2 separate regions of the Arachis hypogaea genome follow, and region 1 is linked to region 2. Evidence: chromatin contacts called from public Hi-C data. All regions are on one chromosome and are shown on one strand. Each heading gives the region's core, a stretch centred on a gene start, on an enhancer-like site or on the middle of the called end of the contact. The rest is flanking DNA. Distances are from core to core; before and after follow the strand shown.

Evidence for each region. Hi-C and Micro-C count contacts between places; a contact is called where the count stands out from the background.
Region 1: a contact with region 2 is called in a Hi-C map of leaf, with 2.4 times the contacts expected there. The contact joins the promoter of LOC112803380 here to the promoter of LOC112803330 in region 2. A contact is called at or near these places in 2 of 8 Hi-C or Micro-C datasets (both in leaf).

The regions. Positions count from the first base shown.
Region 1 is chr1:45,720,759-45,727,961 of arahy.Tifrunner.gnm2.J5K5, reverse strand. It overlaps LOC112803380, which reads right to left and starts at 4,364. Exons shown (of 5, transcript XM_072229051.1): 1 at 4,349-4,364; 2 at 3,791-4,084; 3 at 3,372-3,418; 4 at 1,168-1,281; 5 at 1-101. The coding sequence starts at 4,364. The coding sequence ends at 93. LOC112803337 (a long non-coding RNA gene) reads right to left here and starts at 6,952. Exons shown (of 3, transcript XR_003202665.2): 1 at 6,673-6,952; 2 at 6,314-6,363; 3 at 5,548-5,863. It overlaps LOC112803343 (vacuolar protein sorting-associated protein 25), which reads left to right. Exons shown (of 12, transcript XM_072198176.1): 12 at 1-240.
Region 2 is chr1:45,541,488-45,548,244 of arahy.Tifrunner.gnm2.J5K5, reverse strand. It overlaps LOC112803330 (probable sugar phosphate/phosphate translocator At1g12500), which reads right to left and starts at 3,676. Exons shown (of 2, transcript XM_025846833.3): 1 at 2,833-3,676; 2 at 1,771-2,735. The coding sequence starts at 3,290. The coding sequence ends at 2,093.

The DNA.
Region 1 (7,203 bases), core at 3,115-5,614, 180 kb before region 2:
CTTCTGAATCAAACCTATCAGGTTCAAGAAGAATTCATGCACATATGGTTGATGGATGCTGATTCATGTCCAATATTTGAGAAAGAATTCAGTTAATCTTTCTGTAATATATGTAAAATTATGTAAAATTTAGTATGGTTGAACAATATACTGACGATTATAGTTGATAATACACTCTGTTTATGTTTTGAATTATATTGACTTGCTTGTTTATAATAATTTTCTTTTAATTTTATAAAACGATGAATTTGTTTATTTTTGTAATATTATAAATATTCGAATACAAATTAGATAAAAATTTATATTAAATTTATATTTATTTTGTATGAAAACAAGTTTATTTTGTAATTGGAAAAATAAAAAAATCTATTTTAGCTTACTGACGGATTTACAAACGGATTTTTTGTCTGTAATATGAGTGTGAGATGATTGTCCAATATTTAAATTACAGACAGAAAATCTATCGAAAAATCCGTCTGTAATTACAGACGGAAAAATACGTCAAAAAATCTGTCTGTAATTACAAACGGAAAATCCGTCGGAAAGTTTGTCGGCTTTGGGAAATGGATGGAGAATTTACAGAGGAAAAATCCGTCGGTAACTGGTAAAAATTCGTCGGTAATTTTCCGACAGAAAAAAATCCGTCGATAAATAATTTCCGACGAGGCTTTTACAGAAAGACAAAATCCATTGGTAATTCCTTCTGTAATATATACCAAATCTTATTATTATTATTATTATTATTATTATTATTATTATTATTATTGTTATTATTATTATTATTATTATTATTATTATTATTATTATTATTGTTGTTGTTGTTGTTATTGTTCCTGAGAAGTTCAGGAGTTCTAGATCAACCCCCACCTGTATTATCACACTTCCAAAGAACAATTAACTTTCCTTAATGAAAATTAACTACATCTAATAACTTTCCTAGTTGAATGCAGCAGTTAGAGATAGACATCACTACAACATCACAGCATTATAGCATTCACAGCATTTCTCAAATTCAACTATGAGGAAATTAAAATAGCATTCCACCATTCACGACATCAAAGAGCAGCACTTTCAATGAATGAACAAAAATTCAAACAGAAGTAGAAGCATTAAATTTTTACCTATCTAATGAAGAACTGATGGCCGCAGATTTTAGTGTTATTTTACCTCATGGCCGCAGTAAACGAGGGTTGGCTTTGGTAATGAACCTAGTGTTACACAGAGTGACTCATACATCTGTTCTGCAGTTCCTTCAAAAAATCTCCCACAGCCTGCAATGAACTACAAAAAGCAACAACACAATAAATTAAGGTCTTCTTTTGGGTTTTTTTTTTTTGAAAAAAAGAGTTCAACACAATAAAGTGGAGCTTATTACAAAAGCTAAACATAAACCAAAGAAAGACAAAAGTCTAACAATAAATTAAGGCCACTTTATCATTCAAGAATGTATCTCCAGTAAAAATAGCAGGGTTCTCGTTCTCTTTGCCAGTCACATAATAACTTATGTGACTTTTGGTGTGACTGAGCAATTCAGGAAATTAAAAATAATAATTTTATTACAGTTAAATAAAAGAGAAATGCGTAGTCAGAAAGGAAGAAGGGTTCAATCACTAGAAAAATCAAGAAACAATAGCATGCATGATGCATCTAATAATAAGTAATAACAATTACACAAAGTTAATCTTCCTTGGTGACTTTTTCTAAGTAAAAATATTATATTAGTGTTACAAACACATAAACAGAGCTAGGAAACTATAACCCTGTATTAAAAACCTTGAAATATTTACACAATTATTTTGTAGATGAGATCAGCTCTCAAATTAATACCATTAAAGAACATACAAATGCAATTTTATTTTGTCCTAATAAAAGAAGAAAGAAAATAAGAAATAAAAATAGAATTATAGAAATTAGAAACTAACAGCTGAAGAGCTTATAGAAATTTGTTGTGTTCTTCATCAGTCCAGCTCTCTCTTAACTTGGTAATTCAGAAACAAAATCTGTGTAAAATCTAAAACTTATGTGGCAAAATTTGAAAGGAGTAACCGAAATTAAATAGGTTGAGCAAATATTAGATAATAAATTTATCAATTAATCTGGATGTAGTAATAATTTTTGTTAGTTACAAGAAGCTGCAAGCATGGAATGAATGATTTTGATTTTGAGTGTAGAGTTGTAAAGATGAGGTAAGGTGAGTGCACAGGACATGCTTGATGAATTGATCACTCAAACATTGCAGAATGCAGAGTATCAAAGTGAATAATAGAGAACAATAAGTACCATCAATTTAGGAACCAACATAAATATACAAAGTTGAAAAGAACATGACAAAATAGCCCAAAGATAGGTTCACGGGTTACTACACTATTAACCTCTTTCTAGTAAAATATAAGAGTGTAAATCCCACTAGCTACATGCCAACAATTCATTTCATACTATTATATTTCAACAATATTATTTTTTTATTGCAATTCATTTATCTTTAAATTTCTGTACTCTCAAGTCTAAATCTCCATCTATATTTCATTATTTTTATCACAGAAACTAAAGCATTATTTATCAGTTTAGCTTGGCTGCAAAACATAATTGCTATAACAAAAAAAGTTTATTAGCTTTCTATTATTACCTTCTAAAAGGTAGCTTAAAATAATGACTATGAGCAAACTATGGCACATATATAATTAGCTCAACTGTTCACATTATTTGTGTATAGCAACAGGTTTAATTACTTTATCATTCATTCACCTTCATGGACTCAGCTCTTTAATATTTGAAATTTTTTTTTGAAAAATTGAAAGAATAAGATAGACATTCTGATCCCCTCATACTAATTAATCAAGTCTTATAGCATTATGCAAAGATTGGTTAACAAAAATAGAAATGGAAAATTGGAAGGAAAAAAAAGTTAACAAAGAGGCAAACCCGATTAAGAGTGATATTAAATTGTCTAATTTTAAAGAACTATATACGAGTCCTTCTATGCCAAGAGCAATCAAATTGAGGATTTAAGATTACACAAATTCCAGTTCTATTTGTCAAAATATTCAAACAAAACTAAAGAGGTAAAAGAGGAGAAAACATAACTATAGTCTACTAAAATTAAAAAAACAGAACTCATCGCAGCAGTACATCAGAAAAATAGTGTAAATACAAACAATAAATTCAGAAGGATTTGAATAACAACAGAAGCAGCTTTAAACAAGAATAATTAATTGATCTCAAACAAGAACGGAAGGACATTTGTTAGAATGAAAAAATATAACAAAAAGATATATTTTCTTTCTTCCACATTCCAGTAAAGAAATACCTAATATGATATTTTTCAAGGGGAAAAATTGAAAATAAATTAGAGAAAGAGTGAGAGACCATACCTTATCACTGTTTGACAGCAAGTCCACCATGTTTGATTTCATTTGAACTAGAATTGTTATCATAAAATCTTTTTTAAATCTTCTTATTTTGTATCAAATTAATTACTACTCTATACAACAATTTCATCTAGAATCAATATATGAGTTTTTCCAATTGACAATATCAAACAAAACAGAAATTAGAAATTAGAATCCTAGCATAGTAAGAAAAAACAAATAGAAAACAGAGGATATGAAAACCTAATAATGTATGGTTTTTAACAACTTAATAAGCAAATAAACATGTTTCGAGATCGATAAATGAAAACCTAAAATTCAAAACCTAACTACTAAATAATCAATTAAAAACTTAAATCAACTAATAATTATACATCAAATTAATTATTACGTAGAGATTAAACAAGAGAACTGGAACTTACCAGGCCGTGGGACGAGCAGACGATGAAACCGGCGGAAAGACGGCGGTGCAAGCGAGAAGACGATGGCGCGAGAGGATGAACCAGAGGCGAGACAACGCGAGCTGGAGTGAGAATGAGAACATCGGATTGTGGTTTCGATTTGCGAACCGTGAGATCGAAGAGGCGAAACGAGAGTTAGAAGAAGCGGAGCGAGAGTTCGAAGAGGAGGAGCAAGAGGTAGTTTCACAGCTTCGAGAGTGGGAGTGAGAACGACATTCAAACGCGTGAAATTGGAGGAAAATGAAGAGAACCCAGCTTCGAAATTCTAGGTTTTATGAAATTGGGGGAAAATGAAATTTGGTAACATCTGTATATTTTTACCTTTTTTTAAAAGTAAAAATGATATCTCCTAACATTTATTTTACAAATGTTACTAAAAGTATAATTTTATTAGTATAGCTAATATTTTAAAAATGTTAGATAAAAAGTGTTAGTAAATATCTAATTTCTAGTAATGATCAAAAATTTATATTACTAACAAAAATAATTTCAAAAAATTCAAACTACAAATTTTGATACGATTTTTTTCAGACATTATTAAAGAAATAAGATATTTTCATCTTTAAATTTTGATAAGTTTTATGCCAAGTAATTTTTTTAAAAAATTTTATTGTAAATGAACAAATTGTTTTGACAAATAAAAAAAATGGAAAAATTATTATAAAAGATCACTAGCGAAATTTAATTATTAAAAAAGATTGTTAGTACAAAAAAAATTTAAAAAAATTAATTTTATAATATTTAGAAAGAAAAATCAAATCTCTTTTTAAATAGACAGATATATTTTTAAGTGATTTTTTCATTTATTTCTTCTTTACAAATCTTTCTGTGTTTAATAAATTAAATTCTACAAGTTTGCATTAATTTTGTGATCCTACACTAATATTCTGTAATTCTACACATAGTTAATTGTGCATTTTTGTACAAATTCTATAATTTTGCTTAGTTAATAAAATTCTATAATTCTGCACAATTTCTATAATTTTAAATTAAAATTGTGTAATTCAAAACTAAAATAATAAATCAAAACAAACGAATTTCAGAAAAAAAAAACTTTCTATAAAATTTTTATTTGATATAATTTTATTATAAGTAAAAAATCCAATGAATAATTGTGCCTTAGCAGAAATTAGACAACTCTAATATTTTTATATTGGGAGCCACTTATATAAAGATATTAAAAATATCTTTTTTTAAAGATGTTTTTTAATAATTAAAATTTAACACATATAATTGATTAAATTGTGTTATTTTTATTAAAATTAGACACAATAAATTAGTTTAGCCAAAAAACTAATAAATTAATTTTAAACCGGTCTAAATTAATATTTTTTTGATAAAAAATAACTATAATATCTCTATTATAAAAAATAACTAAAATATCCCTATTTTATATTTATATATCTATATATATATTAATTTTAAAAATTTTAAATCCTAACGATATGACGGCAGAGAAAAAAAGGACTAGAATTTAGAGTTTTCAAAATTAATATATATAATAAGAGTATTTTAGTCATTTTTTATAATAAGTGTATTTTAGTCGTTTTCTGTAAAAAATAATATTAATTTAGGCTAGTTCAAATTTTGGTTTATCATTTTTCGATTAAATTAATTTGTCTGGCCTAATTTTAAAAAAAATTAATAAGTTTAATTAATTATACATATTAAATTTTAATTATTAAAAAATATCTTTAAAAAAAGACGTTTTAGACATCTTTATTTGAATGACTCCCTTCTATATTACTATTCCTTACGCTTTGTTGTACAATTACATTATTGTAAAAAATGAGAAATGTCATTTAAGTACAAATACATTGCAAAAAGTGCTAGAGTTATCACGAGGTTTTGTGTGGTTTCGTCTTCTCTACTTGAGGCTTCCTCTTTGCTTTCACAAGTTTGCAAATGACATACAGACCTTTGATAAGATGGAAGCTTAGCAGATTCATACAAGTAGATGATGTTGGTAATCTTCAACTTATTCAAGTAGCAGATTCAACACATAATTACCAAAGAGCTTATATTGTGTACCTGCTGATGAAACCAACTTGAAGTATTAGAGGCTGTAGTTATGGGGGTTGGAATTTTGCAGAATCATGGGAAGAGATCATAGTAACATAATCAAAAAAGAAAAAACAAGCCACAAATTCTAACATGGAAGATCAAATACCAATTATTATTGCATCTATACTTGGTAGCTTTCATTATTCCTAATAAGCCTAAACATTTTCATTCTCGGCCCCATTATATCGTACATACTATGCAATCACGGAGCCTCCATTGATGCAACTAAACTTTTCTTTATGATTATTAGTTTCTTCTTCTTTCAAGTCGCTTTATGATGATTAGTGGAACTTGAAAGAAATGAAGATTAATAAAATGGACATTGCCTGAGAGAAGAAAGCCTGAAAATTAAAAAATGTGTGTTTATGAGGTGATGGTGATGATCATTCAATTCATGAGGCCTGAAGGTAGAGAAGATACCATTCAAGTTTGGTGACAATGAGAATGTAGCTTTCTCATATGGTGTGTGCCTGAAAATTAAATTGAAGCGTATACATCATGTATGGTTGTGATCTAAAAACTTTAATCAAAACAAAAGAGTATGAGCTAATTGATCACAAATTAACTCTAATTAGCATCAATTATCACAAATTAAAGAACAAATACAATATTCTAAAATTCTAACCCACCCTCCAAGAGGTTTCAACCAACTTCATCATAATCATTCTATCATCAGACAATCACAATCAAATATAATCTTCCAATAAAATTCTCATAATTGCATAACCTAGAGATAAGTAAAATAGAGGAAAAGGACAACAGTTGAGGCAAAACATCACCGGATAGGATCAGTAGCAAAATGGCACCAGAGGTGTAGCTCAAGAGAGAAAACAATTCCTACGGCTACAACAAGGGTTTTGATCTGGCGATTTAACTCAATGTAATAGCATCAACAATGGACACAGTGGAAGAAGAGCCCAACAGTGGCAAAGATAGAATAGAGCCACCTAACATTGGCAAAGGCATCGGTGCATATGAAGATAAAACCGACGATAGAGATGAAGAAGAAGAAGTCGAAAAAAAAGAAGAGGAAGCACAATGATAATGAGAATGTTGGAGAAGAAAAAAATAGGGAGCAAAAAACATGAAAAGGAGAAAAAATAATAGGAAAATTTTGTTATTTTAAGTCTTATTATTTAGTCATTTTTTATAAATATCAAATAAGTTAATTCATTTTAATAATTTTTATATAAAAAGATTTTTTAATAATTAAATATTTTTAATAATTCTTGAAAATAATTTTTTTTTTCAAAAATAGAAATCAAATTTTGGTTTGATTTTTTGTGTTTATTATACTCTAAATAGTTATT
Region 2 (6,757 bases), core at 2,427-4,926:
TGTGTATAAAAAATAATTAAAATAATAAGTTATCTATAATTTAATTAAAAATATTTTAAATTCAAATTTTAAAAATAAAAAAATATTTTTTATAAACTATATATAATAAATAATATTTTAAAAATAAAATTATTCACTAACTTTTTTTAATTATTTTCATATCTCCATATAATTAATAATATTTAACAAAATTTATTTTAATATATATATTTTTACTCCACTCCAAAAATTTTTTGGATCCTCACTATTCAACCCCAAATATACACATTGGATTTGGCTTTAGACAAGGGAATCTACCTTACACTCTTGACAAATGTTGAAATAATTATTGCTCGTTGATCTTTTTAATTTATTTTTTAAGAGTATTAAACTAATTAGTAATGAAGCACTGAAAATATGGACATCAAAAATAAGAAAAAAAAATAGTTTCAAATATATTCACCGATCTAAACAATTAAAAAAAGATGAACTTATCAATTTTAAATTGAGTAATATTACAACATCAACAAATTTGACCAATATTTGGTCAAATTCTAAACATTAAATACTAAGTTATAAACTCAAATTTTTAATTCTAATAATATAAAAACAAAATATTAACTAATATTAATAAAAAGTATTAACCTTGTAATCTTTCTTTTTTAATTGGCTTTGCAAATAATGAAGGTATTATAATTCCATACAATTAACATCACATTCACTTATTAAATACTTTGCTCAAAACAAAGCAAAAATGACTTAGTAAGGTTTTGTTTCGTTGATGAGTAGGAATAGATAGGATATATATTATAGAAACAGAAATAGAGAAGGAGACAAACACACAAAATATGACCGTATGTGTATGATAGTCCCAAAATAACATCTGAATGACAGCTTATTGGTCACATAATTGTATTATTCGCCACTTACTTACCTAAGCATGACCAAATCCAATACATGGACTGGCTTTAAGGTTTCAAACAAGTGCATTTCTTTTGTCCTTTGCTACAAATAGAGATTTAACAAGTCAAGATTGAATCTAGCCATTTTTCAGAAAGATACAATGTAACCGCCAACAAACACATAGCCTGGGATATTAGACTTAACCAATTTAGGACATAAATGATTGGTGGTGAGTGTGGCATTGCCAAAAACTACCTTGGCAATTTTTCAGAGATGTCAGTGCTCAATAGGGTAAATTCTAGGCAAGGAATTTGATGGAGGAAAGTGTGTATTAGGTAGCACATGGAAGCACATGACATGAATCTAGGTGAAGCTTTTGGTGGCACGTCACTTTCAGGGTCAACATATTTTACATACCTCGGTTGTGACATATTGACAGCTGAATCACCAAAATAACAATATAGTTTTATATATTCACCATAACAAGGAAAAAACTATACTTTCAGATAGCAACTCAATCAATTAAATAAATTGATTCCCCCCACCATGTTTGGTAGTATTTCAATTGAACCCTTGCTGATGATGGCTCTTCTATATGCAGAGAAATCAAGTCCTCCAAAAGAGTTGATATTCTTAACACAAACCAAGATATTCTATATCACCGATTTCAAAGTTCCCTGTAATGTGATTCCTCATAACTATTCTGAAATAAGTACTTTTAAATGTGAAAGAGGAGAAATCACCACACAAATTATAAGAACTTGGCAGCATATGATCAGTGGCATTTAAATGAATTGTGATGAGATGCAGATCAATTATAAAGAAAACCACACAATTCATACATAAAAAGAAAAGCATGCAAGTAACAGCAGAATAAAAAGGACAAAATTGAAACAACAGATGATGTTATTGACAAAATGAAGCGAGGGAGAATTCTCCTCCCTCACCAAATTACACATAAAGATCTTCATGAATGAATCGTTTATGTATGCTGCCAAATAGGGCATGGACAATTTTACAAGCTTACACTCCTCTTCCATTCCTTTCTTCCCTTCCTTTTCCTATACAGTCCTTATATAACGAGATTTAACAAGTAATACAATGCAATCAAAGTGATCAATAAAATATTTGCATAACAGGAGTCACACAGATATTTTCTTTTATTTTTTTTTTCAAGTATCCAAAAGGGGAAAAAATTAAGTATTATGTGTCAATGTGTTGTGAGTTTGGATCTCTTCTTAGCCTCACTGTAGAGAACGACCCCCATAACGGTTATTCCAAAGCCCGCCATCCCCATAACCGTGACAGGATTCCTGAATATCAAAACAGAAACAACCGCCGCAACCGCAGCTTTGGCGTTTCCCAACACTTGTAAAGTCAAGGCACTGGTGTGCTTCGTGACCAAGAAATTCGTCAAATTCACCAAATACGCAACCGTGGCATTCCCAAGCAACAAGAACACCATATACGGATCCTCCTTCGCCTTCTCAATCGTCACACTGAAAACGTTCCCTTCGATGTAGAGAGTAAATGGCAGCAATATCATGGCCGCCATTGGAGCCATGTATAGAAGAAGGTTCATGGAGTGAAGCTTTTCGCCTTCTGAACTTAAGAGGATTCCCTGGACCACCGATTTGAGTGCTCGACCCGCGGTTGAACCCACGCAAACCAAGAAGCCGAACAAGTGGAAGAGAGGCTCGCTGTTGCTGGCGACTACGATGCCAAGAACAACAGGCAAGAGTGCGACGTATACTTCACCGGTTTCTTTCTTGCAGGTTATGATGAAAGAGAAGATGGCTGTGAAGAACGGGGTGGTTGCTCCTATTGCTTGGTTGAAAGACACAGGAATGTACCTATATTGAACGAATATTGAGTTATTGAACTCTGAATCCAATACAATATATACGGATAGTCTATTATGCTTCCAGCTCTTTCTTTAAGAAAATATACCTGAGGGAGGTGTTGCCGCAGACAACAGAGAAGCAGAAGATGGCGCTGAGTGCGAGGATCTTAAGGAACTGCTTCTTGGAGTGGATGTGCTGAGGAGGAACGAGCTCCAGGAAGTTAATGGACGCGTAGCTGTAAGCGGAGCAGGATAGCATATGGAGCATGGTGAGAAAGATTGGGTAGCGGTAACCATAGAAGCTGAGGAGGTACTTGTTGAGGAGGAGGACGCCGATGTTGGAGAAGTACCACGACGCAATTATGATTGCAGTTAGGATCGTTGGGGACATGGAGGTGGTGGTGGCGATGCCACTTTTTAGGCCGTTTAGGTGGTTGTTTCTTGCTTCCGATGGCGGTGTCGCCGGGATGTCCAGTACTTGGTCGGGATTGTTGTTGGTGGATGAGTTGTCCAACAACCTCGGATTGCTCATCCTTCTGGTTGTCCATGTCTGTGCCTCCACCATTTTGCCAGTGGGTTTGGTGTCTTTGTGATTCTGGTGATGCTATAACATATGGCAGAGTTTGGTGTTTGTTTATGTTTAGATCTGAATTTTGTATTGCCAAGCAAGTGGAATGGAGGATTGGGATTGGTAATTGGTGGGGTGACAGGGACGAAAGTGTGTGGGAGGGGAACGTGTTGCTATTCAGATTTGGGTTTGTGGCCGTTGGATGAGGATTTGTGGGACCCCAATTGGAGGGAATAATAAAGGGAGGTTTCCCCTCTTTTGCAATGGGTGGACCCTTTTGGACTTTGGAGAGAATTTGTTTATGGATAGGCTTTGAAGCCCTGCCTCCAGCTCAAGCTAAGGTGGGGAGTGTCGGTGTTTAATCACAGAAATGTACACTTATAAGGTATACATTGGATCCACTTACATTCATATTCACTTTACAAATTAGAACAGATCAAATCAATCATGTAGAAAAAAAATGCACTTACGTTTATATTCACTTTATATCAGACCAAATCATATGTTAAAAAAAATGTTAGAAGAATTTAATTTCAATATAGTATCACCATAAAATAGTTTTACATATTTAATTACATCATTTTACGTCAAATAAATAATTCTTTTATATTAATGATATAAATAATTATTCAAAAAGATACGTTTGGTTTATTATTTTTTTTTTTTTTTGATTCTCGACTTGATCAAATTTATATCAAAAGATCTCAATTAAAAAAATAGATATGATTTATCTAAAAAAATGACTTCGATTCAAGACTTATTAATTTAATGTCGAAATTGTATTGCAATAACGAAGTTTACAAATGACGTTAATTAAATTCGAACAAATTTGTAATGAAACAATATAATTGAATATAACTTAAAAGGAAATAACTATAACGAATGAACTTAAAAATTCAAAAGAAATTGTTCAAAATAACAAATTAAAACAATAAACAAAGTTAAGATTTTAAGTGAATAAATAAACTAAAGTAATGAAATAAAGAAAAATAAATTAAATTTAAATATTCATATGTACTTGCATTCTATGTTTTAACGTCTATGTGACTTTGAAATTTTGAGTGTTTTTTGTTTAGTTTGAAATGTTAGAAGTTGAAGTTCCTTCATAATCTTTTGGACTCCTATATTTATAGAGATAAATCCAAGCTGTGCAAGCAGTTATCCTTTTTTCACATTCTTTGCTTGACTTACTCTTCAAATCATCCACGTTTTTACTGTATTTTGATCACTAAGTAATTATCCTATATTTTTCTCAAAAGTACTTATTTTTTACATATTTTTTATTGTTTCGACTCAAATTTTTTTGTTGAGTCTCACCGTTTCTGTCTGACCAATGCACTATTTTTATTAAATTTTTGTACTAATTAAAATATTTTATATGGTTAATATGTTAAAATTAAATTTATAATATGTAATTTTAATTAAAAATTAGTCCTTAATTATTTCTTTTCTTTAAATATTTGGATGGAATATTCTTTTCTTATTATGTGTATGAAAACTTGGAAATGTGATAAAATGTGATCTAGAGTTATTACTAGCAGTTAGTACTGTCTTTAATTGACTTTGTTAATTGATTCTCTATCTTACTAAAGACTTTTTTATTGGTTCACACCTCAACGGAAGACTTTTTTTATTGGTTCACAATCCCAATTGAAGATCCTTTTTCATATACAATCAAATGAGGTGTGATACTTTTACTTTACTTTATTAGGTGATAAGTGGAGGATGATAGAGCGTTGCCGTTTAGACGAGAGTTGATCTTCAAATTAAAACATTAATAGGGAATATTTAAGTGACAATTTCATTGGATGTATGGATTCGTATTTAGTAATAGTACCACGCATGATCTTTGACTCTAATTGCATTTGCAGGAGCATGATAAGTGATAACTCTTGATCTCAATTGCAGGCCTCTATTTATTTATGTTGTTCCCGATACATGTGCGATTCTTGTTGGGATCCACAAGTGGAAACATGGGTCTCTAAAGAGTCGGCGCTAATTTGACTTCATATTCTGCCATTCGGATGCTTCTCATCATGTTTAAAATAAAACAATATAATAATTAACTAAGTTAATAATTAATTGATAATAATTGTTCCTGTGTAGATAAATTTCTCAGGTATATTAGTTCCATAATTCTGAAATGCACTAGTATCTTTTAGATAAATTATAGTTCAGATTTCCAACAACATAGAAGGTAAGTATTTGTAAAAAGTTTTTTGAGGTTCAAGTCAATATAAAAAATATATTAAATAATAAAGTAATTTAGATTCTAAACTTATCTTCTATTAAAAAGTAAATGATAATTATATGATGACTAGATTATAAATAATGTTAAAGTTATGATTATTTGGTTATTAAATTAGTAATTATCACTGATAATATCATTTATTATGAGTTATTATACATATAAATTTTTTTTATTTACAAGTTGGGTTAAGTCTAACTAAAACTACTCTCACCCAACTCAAGTGTGTTAAATGTGCGCATTACTCAACCGTTTCCAAAGCGCGCTACTCACCATTATGAACGACTCTTCTTCTTCCTCGATCAAATCTACAACCATCAAGATTCAAGGCACATTTGAAAACTCTGAAAAAACTTTTAAACTTATCGCCAACACTCGACGAAATCAACAAGCAAATATCAAAATCGCCATAAAAAAAACACCAAAAAAAGAAGAAACATTATTCAAGGTACTGTTTCAATAATCTTCTAGGTTTCTCAGATTTCTCTTTCTGATTTCGAAGCTAAAGCAAAGTATTATATCATCGTATTTCTCTTTTATTAAGTAGATTCATTATATATTCTTGCTTTAAAGTAGATATTACGCTTCTGGTGAAACTATTCAAGACGGTTATACTATTTTCGTACTTTTAGTGAATGGTTTACGTATTTTTTTTATATGTTTTTGTGCATGTTTGCATGTTTTGAAGTGAATTTGTATACATATAAACTTTGTATTGCATTTCAAGTGAACTCATATTGGGTGTATATCAATCAAATTCGAATGTGATTGGTGCTTCTAGTGATATTTTGAACTTAAATATCATTTTAAACTCATATAATGTCATGTAATCCAAAAATAAATACAGGTGTATGTGTCTGGTATATATATCAAGAGTATTCAAGTATAACTGGTGCTATTGTACTTGTACTTAAGCTGGTATTTGGGTGTATTTGGCAGTTATTTGGGTGTATATTGATGGTATTTGCGTATATTCGGCTGATATTTGGGTATATTTGGCTGGTATTTTTATCTATTAAAAATATTTTTTATTTCTTACAGTAAAAATGATAAGTAAGAGCGAAGATGGAAAAAAATACAATGTAAGCACACACCCTAGTATAAATACAGCTTATTTAAATGACTCTCATTTTGTTTTGTTTACAGCAAACCAAGAATTTTTTGAGATGCTCCACGCGACTATTGAATGAAAAGTTTGAAAAAAAAAAGAGCGAGG